Linked DNA regions of Sus scrofa: region 2 is linked to region 1. A link is a contact called in public promoter capture Hi-C data. All regions are on one chromosome and are shown on one strand. The core of a region is the stretch at or near the end of the contact, and the rest is flanking DNA. Distances in the headings are between cores, read along the strand shown.

Region 1 (7,295 bases), core at 3,149-5,648:
AATCCCTGGCCTCGCTCAGTCGGTTAAGGATCTGGCATTGCTGTGACCTATGGCATAGGTCGCAGACACAGCTTGGATCTGGCATTGCTGTGGCTGTGGCGCAGGCTGGCAGCTGTAACTCCAATTGGACCCCTAGCCTGAGAACCTCCATACGCCGCGGGTACGGCCCTAAAAAAGACGAAAAGACAAAATAAATAAACAAACAAATAAATAAATAAAAACTTTTCCAGGTTTCCAACTTCTTTTGAAAAAAAATCAGTAGATTTGGCTCTCCTAAGACTATATTCCCAAATGGCTGGAGCCATTCCAGATTGGCTGGGGTGAAGTGGCAGCTGCTCCTTTAGGCAGAACATGTACTCTTGTTTTGTCTAAAGTTACAGACAAAGGAAGTGGCAAAGCCAGATTTCCACTCCTAAGCCAAAGCTATTTCCACCACCCCTTTCTACCTCTCTATATGCCTGTGTTAACTGAGTGTAGAGGATGCAACCAAATGATCAACTGAGCCATATCCATGAAGCCATTTGTAGGCAGTGTTCTCTAAGACAGAAGTCCAGATATTATGGGATCAATAATCTTAAGGTGTATTAGTCAGACACACCTATGCCAAGAGTCCTGATGAAGACGACATTATTTGCTCCACTCTCCACTGACTGGAATCTTCTTAACCTCATCTCTGTGGATGCCTTAATGTCACCAACTTCTTTCTTCAAGGCAGCCTCCACATCATCATCGTCTTCTCCCTCACTCCCTGAGGGTTGCTGATCCTTGTCTGAAAACTGTTTGCATAAAACTAATGAGCAGAAATGCCACAACAGCCCGTGTTAAAACTGTCACTACTTCTATGAAACCCAGTGGCAGAGGACTCAATATTGACAAGAAAGCTCTTTATTAAGACATCACTCCTGCCAAAATGTGGAGGAAGAAAGGAGTTCCCTCAGACTGAGGTACATACAATTTGAAAACGCTTTCAAAACCCTGACAGTCTGGGACAGAGTGAAATGTGCTCACCAGATGAATCATTTCAGGGTGGACCTTAATCCCATCAAAAGATACCTTTGTGCCTGACATGACACCACACTTTCGTGAGATTAAACCAAATAGTTATGAAGTTAAAAATCCTTACTCCTGTTCTACTGTGGTATCCAGTACAGAAAAAGTTTGAGACCTTGCTCAAGGTATCAGTACAGACAAGACATACACTTATTGCCCAGTTCTCTGCCCCACTAACATGGTTGCCAATCAGGCACTAATGGTAATTTTACACATTTATGGAGCTTTTGTTGCATACCAGGATGTTATTTTGTGTCCATAAGCAACCTTTTAGCCAATCTTTCAAAGTCCTATCATTATTCTCTTTTTTATCTAGCTCAGCAGAATTAAATGACAAGCCCATCCAACTGAGCTAGTAAATGACAATCCTCTGAATTTTAACCCCCTCCCGTTTAATTCCTTGGGGTGTGCATGTGTGCATGGGTCCAAATCCTACGCCAATAATATTATTTCCAAACTGTGATGGGACAATTAGATTTTAGACGGTACTGTTACAAAAGTTTTTACTTTTTGAAATGTATTTTTATATCTATTTGAGAAGCAACTATTAGACTAGTACTAAAACCACTATTTCAGAGATGTTATTGCTGAAGACTAACACATTAGAACAGTCGCAATGTTTAAACGGTAGTAAGATAGCAGAAACCGTAAGGACGAATGAAGTTTGTGCCCTTGAGAACTTGAACCACCTAGAACCTAACCTACATGAACCTGTGTCCTCGTGAGCAATACTTCACGAGGTTACCGCGAGACGTACACGTTTCTGAAAGGTCTTCAGAAACAAAGTCTGAACCGCAAAAAGCAATCTATAAATTGGAGCCACCATCGTGATTAACGAAGAGGCGGGAAACGCCCAAAGCGCTAGAATTTGAAGCACAGGACCGGGTAGAGGTGGGGAACCGAGGCACCCTGGGGCTCCTAGGGGAACAGAGGCAAACCACGCCCCCTCATCGCTACGGGTGCGGCTAAACTCGCGCATGCGTATACAGGAGCTGGCCTGCCACCCTTTCCTCCTCCCTGAAAGGCCGCTTGGTCCGCCTGCTCTTCCCCGAGCCGGTACCTTTTCTGGCCCGTACATGTCGTCGCCGTATTCGTTGAGCAGACTGTAGGCCTCCTCCACACACTTGCGCTCATTCATGTTGCAGGTGATGAGAATGCCCTGTAGCCCCGGCTCCAACTGCCGGGGCCCGCCGCCTTCGCAGCGCCGAGCCCGCTTGGCCTGCAGGTACTGAGCCTTGCCCTTGCGCTTCCCGCCACCAGGCTGAAGAGGCTGCTGGACGGGGGCCGCCATAGTGCTTGAGAACTGAAGCAGGCGGGCAACGTGCTTCTCCGCGGGCCTGGCGCCCTCACCTCTGCAGGCGCGGGCTGCTTATGTCATGTGTGCGCGACGACCTCTAGAAGTCCTTCCGCCAAGCCTCCTTCCGACTACAGGGTCCTAAAGCCCGCGGCGGAAGGCTGCAGAGTGGTGGCGTGAGGTCCGTCCCCGGCGATGATTGACAGCTAGTCGCTTTCACCTCACCACCGGAAGGAGGTGATTTACTGGAGAAGTGGCCCGTCTCTGGTGACAGCGTATTCCTGCTGTCCAGATTCCAAAACTGGTGGTGGGGCGCTTTCTAGAACCTTGATGCTGGTTCCAGCCGCCTAGAGTCTCTTACCCTCCGTGGCACTTGTTCCTCCCGCCGTCGTTATAATTCTGTCAACTTCCCAAAAGCTTCCAATAAAATCCTTTCTAGCCTAAATTTGCCAGAACTTGTTTCCATATGACTTAGAACTAAGAATAGTGGTTTGTATAAGTGTTTCACACTGCTTTCTCTGTGCTTTTATCCGCAGCCTCAGCAACTATCATGATAATGTGTTATCTTTTTTAAACTGAAAAGATGCCACTTTTGAAGACTGTGTTCAGGAGGAATAAATGCTCCCTACTATTGACTGGGGGTGGGGGGAGCACAACCTAAAAGATGAGAATCATGCTTTATTATGCGGACAACACTCAGGTCTTAAGCCCAGGACACAGCCTATCTGATAACTCTAAGGACTGCTCCAAAGAGGTAAGAGAGGAGTCAGGATATATAGGAGTTTTTGCAACCAAGACCAGATAGTATGAACATCAAAAGATTATTTCTGGTTAAGGGATTTAGTGCTTTTCCATGTATGGGAAATGCAAGAGTCAGGGTTCACTGAAATCATTCCTTTGATATGCACCTCAGCTATCTAGGGCCAGTGTCCTGTGCTTTCTCATCCGGAGTCTCTTGAGGGTACACTGGGGGGGGGGGAGGAACAGGTGGGAGTTGGTGGCTACAGTGTCTGATGGTTTGATGGCTGGCATTCTGTTTCCATCCTGAGTTTCTTCAGGGCTCACCATCCAGTGGATGCAGTGGCTGATGGCTGCAAAGACCTTTGGTTAACAGCTATGGTGGGCAGCACTCACCCTCAACTACTGCTCCAGTACAAAAGTTGTTGCCAGATTTGAGTTCCCACAAATTCCAATGGAAGTAATCTGCAAAAGGGTCATTGAACTGAAAGTCATCTTTTATTCTAACCCCAGATTGACCATTATATCCAAAAATCTTATTTTTGGCTTTCACCTTTGCTTCCGCCTTTACTTTTCAAAATGTCATTGGTGGAGATTGTGCAGCATCTATTTCTGGAGGTCCTCAGTTGCTTGTGAAAAGAAGTCTCATTACACTGGCCTTGCTGTGGTGTCAGGAGGCACAGAGAGAGCTCGCTGAAATTGTTTAGTTTTTCTTTTCATCCTCAGTGCCTAGCATAGTGCCTAGCCCATAGTAGGTGCTCAAAGTTTTTCAACTGAATTCAGCTCCCAAAATGATCGATAAAGTGATAGCGAAACCGGACTGTGGGGCTCCTGGGTGCAAAAGCCTTTTTGTGTACCCCATTTCTTGTTCTTAGGAAATGAGTCTTACTCAGCTACCATGACCTTCCCTGAGTTCCTATAGGGACATGGTCAGATAGTTACTGATCAGGGAGGGGAGGAACAGTCAGGCAACTGTACAGCCTTGAGGCAGGATCCTGGTTCCCTCTCAAGGAATACACGTAATAATATAGGCATCTTATACACCCAAGAAAAAAGTTAGATCCCTATGCTTCTTTTAGAAATGAATACTTTAAAACTGAACAGCTTAGAGACTTTCCTTGTCCTTCTCCCTGGCTTAACTGCACCCTAAACACAATCACCTGTAAACAGGACTAACCTCTCCAGGAGCTCCATGGACACTTTCCCTCCATGTAAATGCATTACTTCCCCAGCCTCCCCAAAACCTGTGGTGTATGAAAATCATTAACTTCTTTATTTTTTCCTTTTCAGGGGCACACCCACGGCATATGGAAGTTCCCAGGCTAGGGGACCAATCGAAGCTCCAGCTGCCAGCCTACACCGCAGCCACAGCAAGGAAGGATCCAAGCCACGTCTGCAGCTTACGGCTGCAAGATCCACAGCCCACTGACCCACTGAGGCCAGAGACGGAACCTGAATCCTCACAGATCCTGGGTTCCTCACAGATCTGCTGAGTCATGACAGTAAGTCCAGTAACTCATTAATTATAAAAGGAACAGTCTCAGGGGACTGTGTAAATCTCCAAGGTAAACTTGGCCCAGAACTTCTGCTCCTCCCTCCAGAATGGCTCCACCAATCCAGGAAAGGCACTCTGGGCACATCTTACTGCTTCTGACTGTCCCACAACTTTTCCATTCTCTTGCGGCTACTGCCAAGACCAACGTAGATAGAAGAGTTCAAGTTTCAGGGTTACTCTTCTAGAAACAGGTCTGCTATCATCTCCTGCTGTGTTGGAATCTGTCACTTTAGTGAGTATCACTTTATCTGTCTCCTATGCAAAGTTTTCTGGGCTGGCCCACATGTACTTTTGAGCAGAGATAACAAGCAAGCAAACAAACAGACAAAAAGAAATTAAAAGTGCTCTCCTGAAATCCTGGGCAGCCAATGTGTTTCTATCAGAATTTCTCAGTTATTGTTAATAATTCTATCTAGTAAGTGACTAGGACTATGTACATACAAAAAGGCTGTAAACATAGCAGCTGAGTTTCTTTCATTTTGAGCTTTTCGTGCTATTTAATTTTTTAAAAATTATGTGCACAGATTAACTTGTTAAGATGTTTTGGAAAAAAAATTCAGTTGAGTCCAAGTAGACTAAGCTGAGGTTTTCACTCTAGTGTCTACTTAGAAGTAACCTGGGGGCAGCCACTTTTCTCTATTAGGTGGTCAAGCATAGCCCTAAAAATTCTTATGGAAGTTTAAGGCAGGGTCTTGTTAGATTGCGGAGAACAGTAGGGGTTTCATCTTGCTTTGAGGGTATATATGCCAACCCATGGTTATTACTTGGATTACTTGATGGAGAAGGTATTTACGGAGATGTGGGGAGGTGAAAATCCCCTTGGCACTGCTGTTTATATAGATGTAGAGGCTGCATGTCTGATGAGACCTTAAATACTTTCAAAAGCCTGTCTGATCAGCACTGGTACCATCTTTATTAGATGAGTTTTCTATGGCTCAGTACAAAAATCTGGACTCACACTGGGAAAGTTGTCTCAGATCTTTTTTACCTGCAAATAGTATTAGAAACCTGGAAAATGGATTTTATGAAATGCTAAAATCTCTGGAAAAACAGGAAAAGAACTTTGTTGGGGAAAAGATAGTCTTATGGTTTTGATGAGGAGGATGCTGGTATTTGGCAGAACACAATGGTTAGGCTCACTTTAAGCTCCAAATGACTGGTCAATTTTCTTTTCAAAGTTTGTTTGAAGGATTCTGAATGCAGTGGATAAAATAGTTTGAAATTTTCATTTTAAATGCAAAATAAGGAGTACCTGTTGTGGGCACAGCAGAAACGAATCTGACTAGGAACCATGAGGTTGCAGTTCTGATCCCTGGCCTTGCTCAGTGGATTAAGTATCCGGCGTTGCCGTGAGCTGTGGTGTAGTTTGCAGACGAGGCTCAGATCCTGCGTTGCTGTGGCTCTGGCGTAGGCTGGCAGCTACAGCTCCGATTAGACCCCTAGCCTGGGAACCTCCATATGCCGTGGGAGCGGCCCAAGAAATGGCAAAAAGACCAAAAAAAAAAAAAAAAAAAAAAAAAAGAAACCCTTAAAAGATACATAGAAATAATAACAATGGTTCTCTGAGGGATTAAGGGTGTGGTGAAACCTGAGGCTGGGGGTGGGAGGCAGATTTTTCACTGTGTACCTTTTTTTTCCCCCCTTTGTTTTTAGGGTCACACCCACGGCATGTGGAGGTTCCCAGGCTAGGGGTCTGATTGGAGCTACAGCTGCTGACCTACACAGCCACAGCAACTTGGGATCTGAGCCGAATCTGCCACCTACACCTCAGCTTACAACAATGCCAGATCCTTAACCCACTTAGCAAGTCCAGGGATCGAAACTGCAACCTCATGGTTCCTAGTCAGATTCGTTTTTTCACTGTACCACAACAGGAACTCCTCACTGAGTATCTTTTATGATTTCTGTAAGCATTTGAAGATATTATCCCCCCAAATTAAAAACAAAGTTGCAGGTGTGTCGGGGAGGGGATGCGCCGCGGTTGTGGGATGGAAATCCTATAAAACTGGATTGTGATGATCATTGTACAACTATAAATGTATTAAATTCCTTGAGTAATAATAAAAAAAAAGTTACAACACTAAAAACTTAGTGGTGAGTACTTCCTCATCCAGTTCAAGGAAATGTTTATTCTGTAAAAAGGTACAGAGACGCAGGCTGTACCTTGCCAGCAAATAGTAAAGGGTGGTCCTTTCTCCTCAATCCCCGCTGCCAAACAGAATGACATGTGAAGACTTGGGCTTATTTCTCTTCGACAGAGCAGCCTCCAGCACTTGTCCCTTACCCCTCATCCATCCTGAAGTGCAGTCTGGGATCCCTGGGGGCGGAGGTGAGGAGCCAGCATGGGAGGGTAGTGGGTCTGACCAGGGTCTGGGCTGGGTGGGCCAGGCCAGACAGCCACCACTCTTTGGGGACCTCTGCTCAAGTTGGCTTCTAGAGTCTGACCCTTTTCTCAACTGGCTCTTGCTTTGGACTGAACTATCCCTGGAGCCCATGTCCTGCATCAAACCCAGCTATCTGTAAGGCTGGAGGTGCCTCCCAGGCCAGGCCTCAGATCTATCCTTGACAGGCCACTGTCCACCTCTAGGATGTCTGCCATTAGCCTCGACCCCTTCACCCTTTTTCCTGCCTACCAGCCATGTAGATGGCTCTGCAGCC
Region 2 (7,295 bases), core at 1,911-4,410, 140 kb before region 1:
CCTGGACACCCTGAAGCCACAGCAGCTTCAGCAGCAATGTTCTGAGTTCTGGGGTTCTGGAGGGTCAGGGGTGGCCCTGGAGAAGAATAGGCCATTGTTGAGTCAGTGGGGGCCCTGCCCTGCCCTGCTGAGTGGGGGTCGAGGGGTGGAGGGCTAGAGGTCATTGGGGAGGGGGTTGCAGAAACAAAGCACACCAGGGGTAGCTGGTGTAGCATGAAGGTGTCCATATATTGGAATGTGAATCCCGGCTCTGTTGGTGAGCAGCTCTGTGGTCCTGGGAGGGTCGTGCGTTCTGAGGCTCTGTTTCCTCAGCTGTAAAAAGGCACATGACGCCCAAAGGGCCCTACATATTCTAGCAGAGGTGATACCTGTAAAGCAGTGACTTAGTGCCTGGAAGACACTCACTTGCTTCTGGCAATTATTTACCCAACGTACACGTGTACAGCATCATATCACAACCTTAAGTGTGATATATATACCTCAACTTGTTAATCATTTCTCAATAAAGCTGGGGAAAAAAATAAATATATTTAGGAGTACCCTTTGTAGCTCAGTGGTTAACAAACCAGACTAGGATCCGTGAGGATGCAGGTTTAATCCCTGGCCTTGCTCAGTGGGTTAAGGATCCGGCATTGCCGTGAGCTGTGGTGTCGGTCGCAGACACGGCTTGGATCCCACATTGCTGTGGCTGTGGTGTAGGCAGGAGGATACAGCTCCAATTCAACCCCTAGCCTGGGAACCTCCATATGCTGCGAGTGTGGCCCTAGAAAAGGCAAAAAGGCAAAAAGGCAAAAAAAAAAAAAAAAAAAAAAAAAAAAAAAAAAAGAAAGAAAGTAAATGTTAGTAATAAGTTCACGGGCCAAGATAGGACAAAGCATCATGGAGACTCTTCTACCTAGTTTTTAGCTGTAACAATATCTCCTAATCATTAACTCTTGAGTCAGCCTTTTGGGACTGAGGGGAGGCTGGGGGGTGGGGGGGTGGGGCTAAAGGAAAGGGCTTTTACTTCAAGACACAAAGATTTAGGGTCTGGTACCTGGTTTCAGGTGGCAGGCTGTGTCAGATGGGAGAGGGTTCCGTTTCCAGGCAGGGAGTTTGGGCATTGAAGGTTCCCTGAGCTGAGCCCTCGGAGTTGCCAGGCCCTGAGCTCTGGGGAAGGGGTGTCCTGGCAGAGGAGTTCGCCTGCGGGTGACCTGAGAGCCTGTAAATAATCCGAAATTCGGCAAGCCAATAAATTTTGGTTAGTGGAAACTGATCAGGATGGAGTAGGATAGTTGCTTGGGTGGTTATGGGGGTCCCAATGGGGGGCCATGGAGAGAGGTGGGGGCGGCCGGGGGAGCTTTGGGAGTTCACTGTGGGTCAGTGATTGTCCCGAGGGCCATTAGCAGGAGGCAGGCTTGCTGGACTCTTGGAGGCTCCATATGTGCCTGAGGTCATTGGGTGGGAGATGGGGGAAGCCCTGCTTTCAGGTTCAGACCCAGGGCAGGAGTTTAAGGACCACCCTTCTGCTGATTTGAATAAGCACCATGGCAGTCCGAGTTTGACCTTATAGGGTCAAATACTCTCCTACCAGATACCAAGGAGGAGCCACTGCTCAAAGAAAGAGGAAGAGGCGGTCTTTTCTGACCCCTGCACCCCTTGGATGATAAAACTGCAGCCCTCCTACTCCGAGGGGCAGAGCCTCCTCGCCCACCTGCTTGTATCTCTCACTAGCACCTAATCTTGATAAATCTGTTTCCTGCCTATCACTTTGTCTCTTGCTGAATTCCCACTGCGCTGAGGCCTAAAGTACCCCAGTTAAGTCCAGCCACCCGCCAGGTGAGTGATTCTAATTTAAAAGCTGTGGCTTCGGAGTTCCCATCGTGGCTCAGTGGTTAACAAATCCGACTAGGAACCATGAGGTTGTGGGTTCGATACCTGGCCTCACTTAATGGGTTAAGGATCCAGCGTTGCTTCGAGCTGTGGTGTAGGTTGCAGACGCAGCTTGGATCCCATGTTGCTGTGGCTCTGGTGTAGGCCGGTGGCTACAGCTCCGATTAGACTAGACCCATAGCCTGGGAACCTCCATATGCTGCAGGAGCGGCCCTAGAAATGGCAAAAAGACAAAAAATAAAAATAAATTTAAAAATTAAAAAAAAAAAAAAAAAAAAGCTGTGGCTTCAATGGGAGAGCCCCTCGTGGCTCGGAGGAAACAAATCTGACTAGTATCCATGAGGACACAAGTTCGATGTCTGGCCTTGCGCAGTGGATTAAGGATCTGGTGTTGCTGTGAGCTATGGTGTATGTCACAGATGAGGCTCGGATCTGTCGTTGCTGTGGCTGCGGTGTAGGCTAGCCGCTATAGTTGCAATTCAACCCCTCGCCTGGGAACCTCCATCTGCCGCCAGTGCGGCCCTACAAAGACAAAAAAATAAAATGAAATTTAAAAAATTAAAAAATAAAACCCGTGGGTTCAAGTCCCAATCTGCATTTGGGCTGGGTTTGAGTCCGGGCACCTGAGTTCAAATCCCAATCTGGATTTTGGGTTGGGTTCTCAAGTCCTGAATGTGGGCAGTTTCAAAACTTGCCATGGTAGGAATTTTAACCACAGATCCGGGCAAATGCAAAAAGTCACTCGTGCAGCTTTTGTTCTCAGAGGACCAGTTTACCAGCAGCCGCCCTGCAAACCAGAACTTCAAAGCCACAGCGTGCCTGCTGGGAGCTCTTCTCTAGACTTTGCCTTTGACGCTGAGCTAGACAAGGCGCCAGAGAAGGCTTTGTTCTTTTAAGAAGCTTTATTTAGTTGTCATTTACATACCCCCCAAAATTCTTTTAATTCAAGTGTGAAATTATTTGTGTTACTATTAATTTCTCTTAGGAAGTGTGCACAGTCGTGCAGTAGGACCACAGTTTATTTTCAACAAAGAGATCCCGTGTTAGCGCTGGCTCCGGGCACCTGCCAAGTGACTTCCTGTCTCCGGAAGGACAGTTCACTTATATTATTTTCACTATTATCTCCTCTCTGCTCAAATGTAATAAAAGCTTCTGTTCTCTTTTCCGATTAGAGGGAGACCTGAATTTTTAGGGAAAATAGACTCTAGAGTGGGGACACCCACCGGGCACGGGGGCTGGGGTTCCACCTCCCAGCAGTGAGAAAAGCCTGGAAGCCAAGCTCATTGGCTCAGCGTGTGCTGCCTAGCTGAAGCCACATGTCCTCTGCTGGCTGAGGGCTCTGCTGTCCCTGCATTTGGGGCCAGAGGTCCCGTGGGAGGCTGAATCAGCACATCGCCCTTACCAGCCAGGAGCCCGGATGTCTACAGGCGTTAAGCCGTGAATTCAGCTGAAGCAGAAGCTTTGTGTTTCCTGGGTTCAAGGACGAGGTACTGCCTAATCATATCCTTCAGCGGGAGTTGTCCTCTGCCCCCGGGAGCCCTTGACAAATGAACTTTAAAGGGGACAGGGCCTGAAATGGCCTTTTACACTTGGGAGGCAGGCCTGGGATTCTTATTCTTTGCTGTCAGGGGGCCCCAGGAATCCAGAAGTGAAAGGCAGAGGAAAAGGTCCCGGGCAGAGTTCGGGAAGGTGAGGGGTGGTGGGCCCAGGCAGGTCAGGGAAACTGAGTTCTGTGGCTACAGGGCCCCCCTCCCCCTTCCTGAGCTGGTGGCCCCAACAGAGGCTGGAGTCTAGGCCTTTCTGGGAGGTGAGACCCAGATGTCACTTTTCTCTTTCAAGCCTAGCTTTATCTATAAAATAGAGGAAATATTGCTGAAACGCAGGCTCTGTCCACCAGTGCCAAACAGAAACGTGGAGACAGAGTTTGGGGTGAAGGAGAAAAAAAAAATAGCTTTATTCCTTGGCTGGGCAATGTGGGCCACAGCAGGCTAATGCCCTAAAGACGGCACCCTCCTTTGGGGAAGAATTGCAGGGAGGTTTATTGTCTAAAAGGAGAAAAACAGGGTTTCAGATGAGAATCAGGACTGGAGCAAACTTTGCATTCTTCTTTCTTTGGGGGAAGCTTAGTCATCGAAGCTGGCATCAGATTTCAGTAGGATCCTGGTGGTGGGTTACTGCCTAGAATAACAGCTCTTGCAAAAAGGGCATATGGATCAGAGAGAAGAACAAACTAGGGCAGTTTCTCAAAACCATCATGTGCTAATAAGGTTTAACTTCCAGAAAATTGTTCTCTGGGTGCCTGGGCTTCAGCTCACAGATGATTGTGCTTAGGGTGCAGTCAAAGCAGGGAGAAGCACAGGGACAGGCTCCAGGCTGTTCAGTGTTGAAGTATTCTTTTTTTTTTTTTTTTTTTTTTTTTTTGTCTTTTTAGGGCCACACCCGGGGCATATGGAGTTTCCCAGGCCAGGGGGCCAATTGGAGCTGTAGCTGCCGGTCTAGGCTGGAGACACAGCAATGTAGGACTGAGCCACATCTGCAACCTACAACACAGCTCACAGCAACACCGGATCCTTAACCCACTGAGCAAGGCCAGGGATCGAACCCACAACCTCATGGTTCCTAGTCGGATTTGTTAACCACTGAGCCACGGCGGGATCTCCCGCTTTTCAAACTTTAATGAGCTCGACTTGTCTGGAGTTTCTGTTAAATGCAGATTCTAATTCCATGGGTTTGATTCCTGGCTGCACTCACTGGGTTCAGGATTCTGCACTGCCATGAGCTGTGGTGTAGGTCACAGACACGGCTCAGATGCCTCATGGCTATGGCTGTGGTGTAGGCCTGCAGCTAGAGCTCTGATTCGACCCCTAGCCTGGGAACTTCCATATGCTGCAGGCGCAGCCCTACAAAAACAAAAACAAACAAACAAAAAAAGAATTGTATAAGTAACAATTCACATCATATTTCCATTGGAGAGCAGAATTTGTGTATTACAATTCGCAACCAATTCAAACAGGGTTCGCATCATATTTCTGTTGGAAAGCGCAGCCCATGAGCTTTCTTTAGTGTTGCCAGGCCAGCTCAGGATTTGCCAAAGGTTTTCTGAGGGATTCACTTGGTAGGACTAAGCTTGGAAAGTGGACTCTGCGTTCCTGCCTTCAGATCCACAGAGACCCACAGGCACTGAGCGGTGGAAAGGATGCAGCTGAGGTCCAGGGGGGATAATTGAGCAGCATCACACCGTGGAGCTCAGACTAAAGCCCAAGACTCTTCTACAAGTTGATACGTGCCTCAGTCACCCTCGGGCTGACAACCAGCTTCTCTCCAACTTCCAAGTGGCTCTGAAGCCCAGAACTCACCACAATGCTTTCTCCCTTCTTCAGTGACAGGCAGGAGGCACCATGAGGCTGTGGCTGAGAGGACCAGTCCTCCAGGCACTGAGAAGGGTGCGGGGTACCTGTGGGTCTCAGGGGCAGCCGCCACCTCTCCCTGTCCCTCCGAAGATTGTGGCCACCTGGGAAGCCATCAGCCTGGGGAGGCAGCCCGTGCCCGAGTACTTCAACTTTGCCCATGACGTGCTGGACGTGTGGAGTCAGCTGGAAAAGGTGAAGCTCACTGCATCCCGGGGTCCGTCTTGGGCATCCGCTTCTGCCCTCGGGCATCCTGGTGAGAATCAGGGCTATGAGACATGGGGAGCTTCTGACCTTTGGCAGGTGCTAGAGTGCAAATCGTTAGCATGTAAGTCTTAGGTGAAAAATTATGACCAAGTGTTTGAGCCTTAGACGCCTTTGCCAAATCCTGGGTGTGTCACATTTCCGAGGCCAAACCACAGGGGAGCGAGTCACACCTCTTTGGATCCTATTCTAATCATTCCCATCCAGTGAAGGAGAAAGTTTTTGTATTACTGCTAGTCTGTTTTTACTACTCCCTCACATCACGCTTGTTTCTTAAATAAGGAGAGAGCTTGGCTCAGGCTCAAAGATTTCACAGACCGCAGCAGAAACAGAATTGAATTCACACTATCTTGACTTCTGTCTGTGTCTCTGTGCCTCTGTTTCCTTCTTCATTTTCCCTTCCTTATGTGTCTGTTGTGTACTTTATGTTAACATAGAGCCTAACCTTTACTCTGTAGTTTTGGGTTTTTTTTTCTTTTTAGGGCTGCACCCAAGGCATATGGAGGTTCCCAGGCTAGGGGTCCAATCAGAGTTATAGCTGCCCACCTACACCACAGCCACAGCAATGCCAGATCTGAGCCACATCTGCGACCTACACCACAACTCATGGCAACACCGGATCCTTAACCCACAGAGCGAGGCCAGGGATCGAACCCGCAACCTCATGGTTCCTAGTCGGATGCGTTTCCGCTGCACCATGACAGGAACTCCTACTCTGTATTTTAGGTTAAGCTTTCATTCTATTTCATGTTAAAGATACTACCTTTTTATTTATAGTAGGAAAATATAAACTTTACCTCAAAGAAACGTACTTATGTGAATTTTAAGAAGGTCTTGTTTAAAGAAAAAAAATAAGTAATGCTGTTAATAAATACAGTAACAGGTTATTGTTAATGGCCAGTCCCAAGAAATTGGATATAGTTCCCCGTGCTGTGCAGTGGGACCTCACACTTATTGCTTATCCAATTTAAAGGTAACAGTTTGGGAGTTCCCGTCGTGGCGCAGTGGTTAACAAATCCGACTAGGAACCATGAGGTTGCAGGTTCGGTCCCTGCCCTTGCTCAGTGGGTTAACGATCCGGCGTTGCCGTGACCTGTGGTGTGGTTTGCAGACGCGGCTCGGATCCCGTGTTGCTGTGGCTGTGGTGTAGGCGGGTGGCTACAGCTCCGATTGGACCCCTAGCCTGGGAACCTCCATATGCCACGGGAGCGGCCCAAGAAATAGCAAAAAAAGACAAAAAAAATAAAAAAATTTTTAAAAAAGGTAACAGTTTGCATTCCGTGCATATTGTTTTGATTTTCAAACACTGTGTATACAATAACGATTGTTAAAATCAAATGTAAAAAAAACAAAGACAAGAGCAAGCAAGCGAAAATCCTCAACAAATGGTTTCTATTTCTTTTCTGCCCACACTCTGTCTAGGCTGGGCACCGGCCGCCAAACCCTGCCTTCTGGTGGGTTGATGGCAGGGGGGCAGAGGTCCAGTGGAGCTTTGAGGAGCTGGGGGAGCAGTCCCGGAAGGCGGCTAACGTGCTGGGGGGCATGTGCGGCCTGCAGCCTGGAGACAGAATGATGCTGGTGCTCCCGAGGCTCCCGGAGTGGTGGCTGGTCAGCGTGGCTTGTATGCGGACAGGTCAGTGAGCAGGGCTGAGACTTCCAGGCAGGGCTGATGTGACCTTGCCAGAGCTTTGGCGGTATCTGTGTCCACAAGGTTTGGGAGATGGAGCCACGTGAACCATGGGGAGTTTGTTT

Evidence for each region. Promoter capture Hi-C pulls out the DNA fragments that hold promoters and counts their contacts.
Region 2: a contact with region 1 is called in a promoter capture Hi-C map of liver, with 2.6 times the contacts expected there. The contact joins the promoter of ACSM5 here to the promoter of ACSM3 in region 1. A contact is called at or near these places in 1 of 5 promoter capture datasets (liver) and 1 of 47 Hi-C or Micro-C datasets (embryonic fibroblasts).

The regions. Positions count from the first base shown.
Region 1 is chr3:25,281,166-25,288,460 of Sscrofa11.1, reverse strand. It overlaps ACSM3 (acyl-coenzyme A synthetase ACSM3, mitochondrial), which reads left to right and starts at 4,398. Exons shown (of 14, transcript XM_021086514.1): 1 at 4,398-4,584. THUMPD1 (THUMP domain containing 1) reads right to left here and starts at 2,443. Exons shown (of 5, transcript NM_001244282.1): 1 at 2,111-2,443; 2 at 599-776. The coding sequence starts at 2,341.
Region 2 is chr3:25,418,416-25,425,710 of Sscrofa11.1, reverse strand. It overlaps ACSM5 (acyl-coenzyme A synthetase ACSM5, mitochondrial), which reads left to right and starts at 3,160. Exons shown (of 14, transcript XM_003124563.6): 1 at 3,160-3,359; 2 at 5,253-5,474; 3 at 6,966-7,176. The coding sequence starts at 5,271.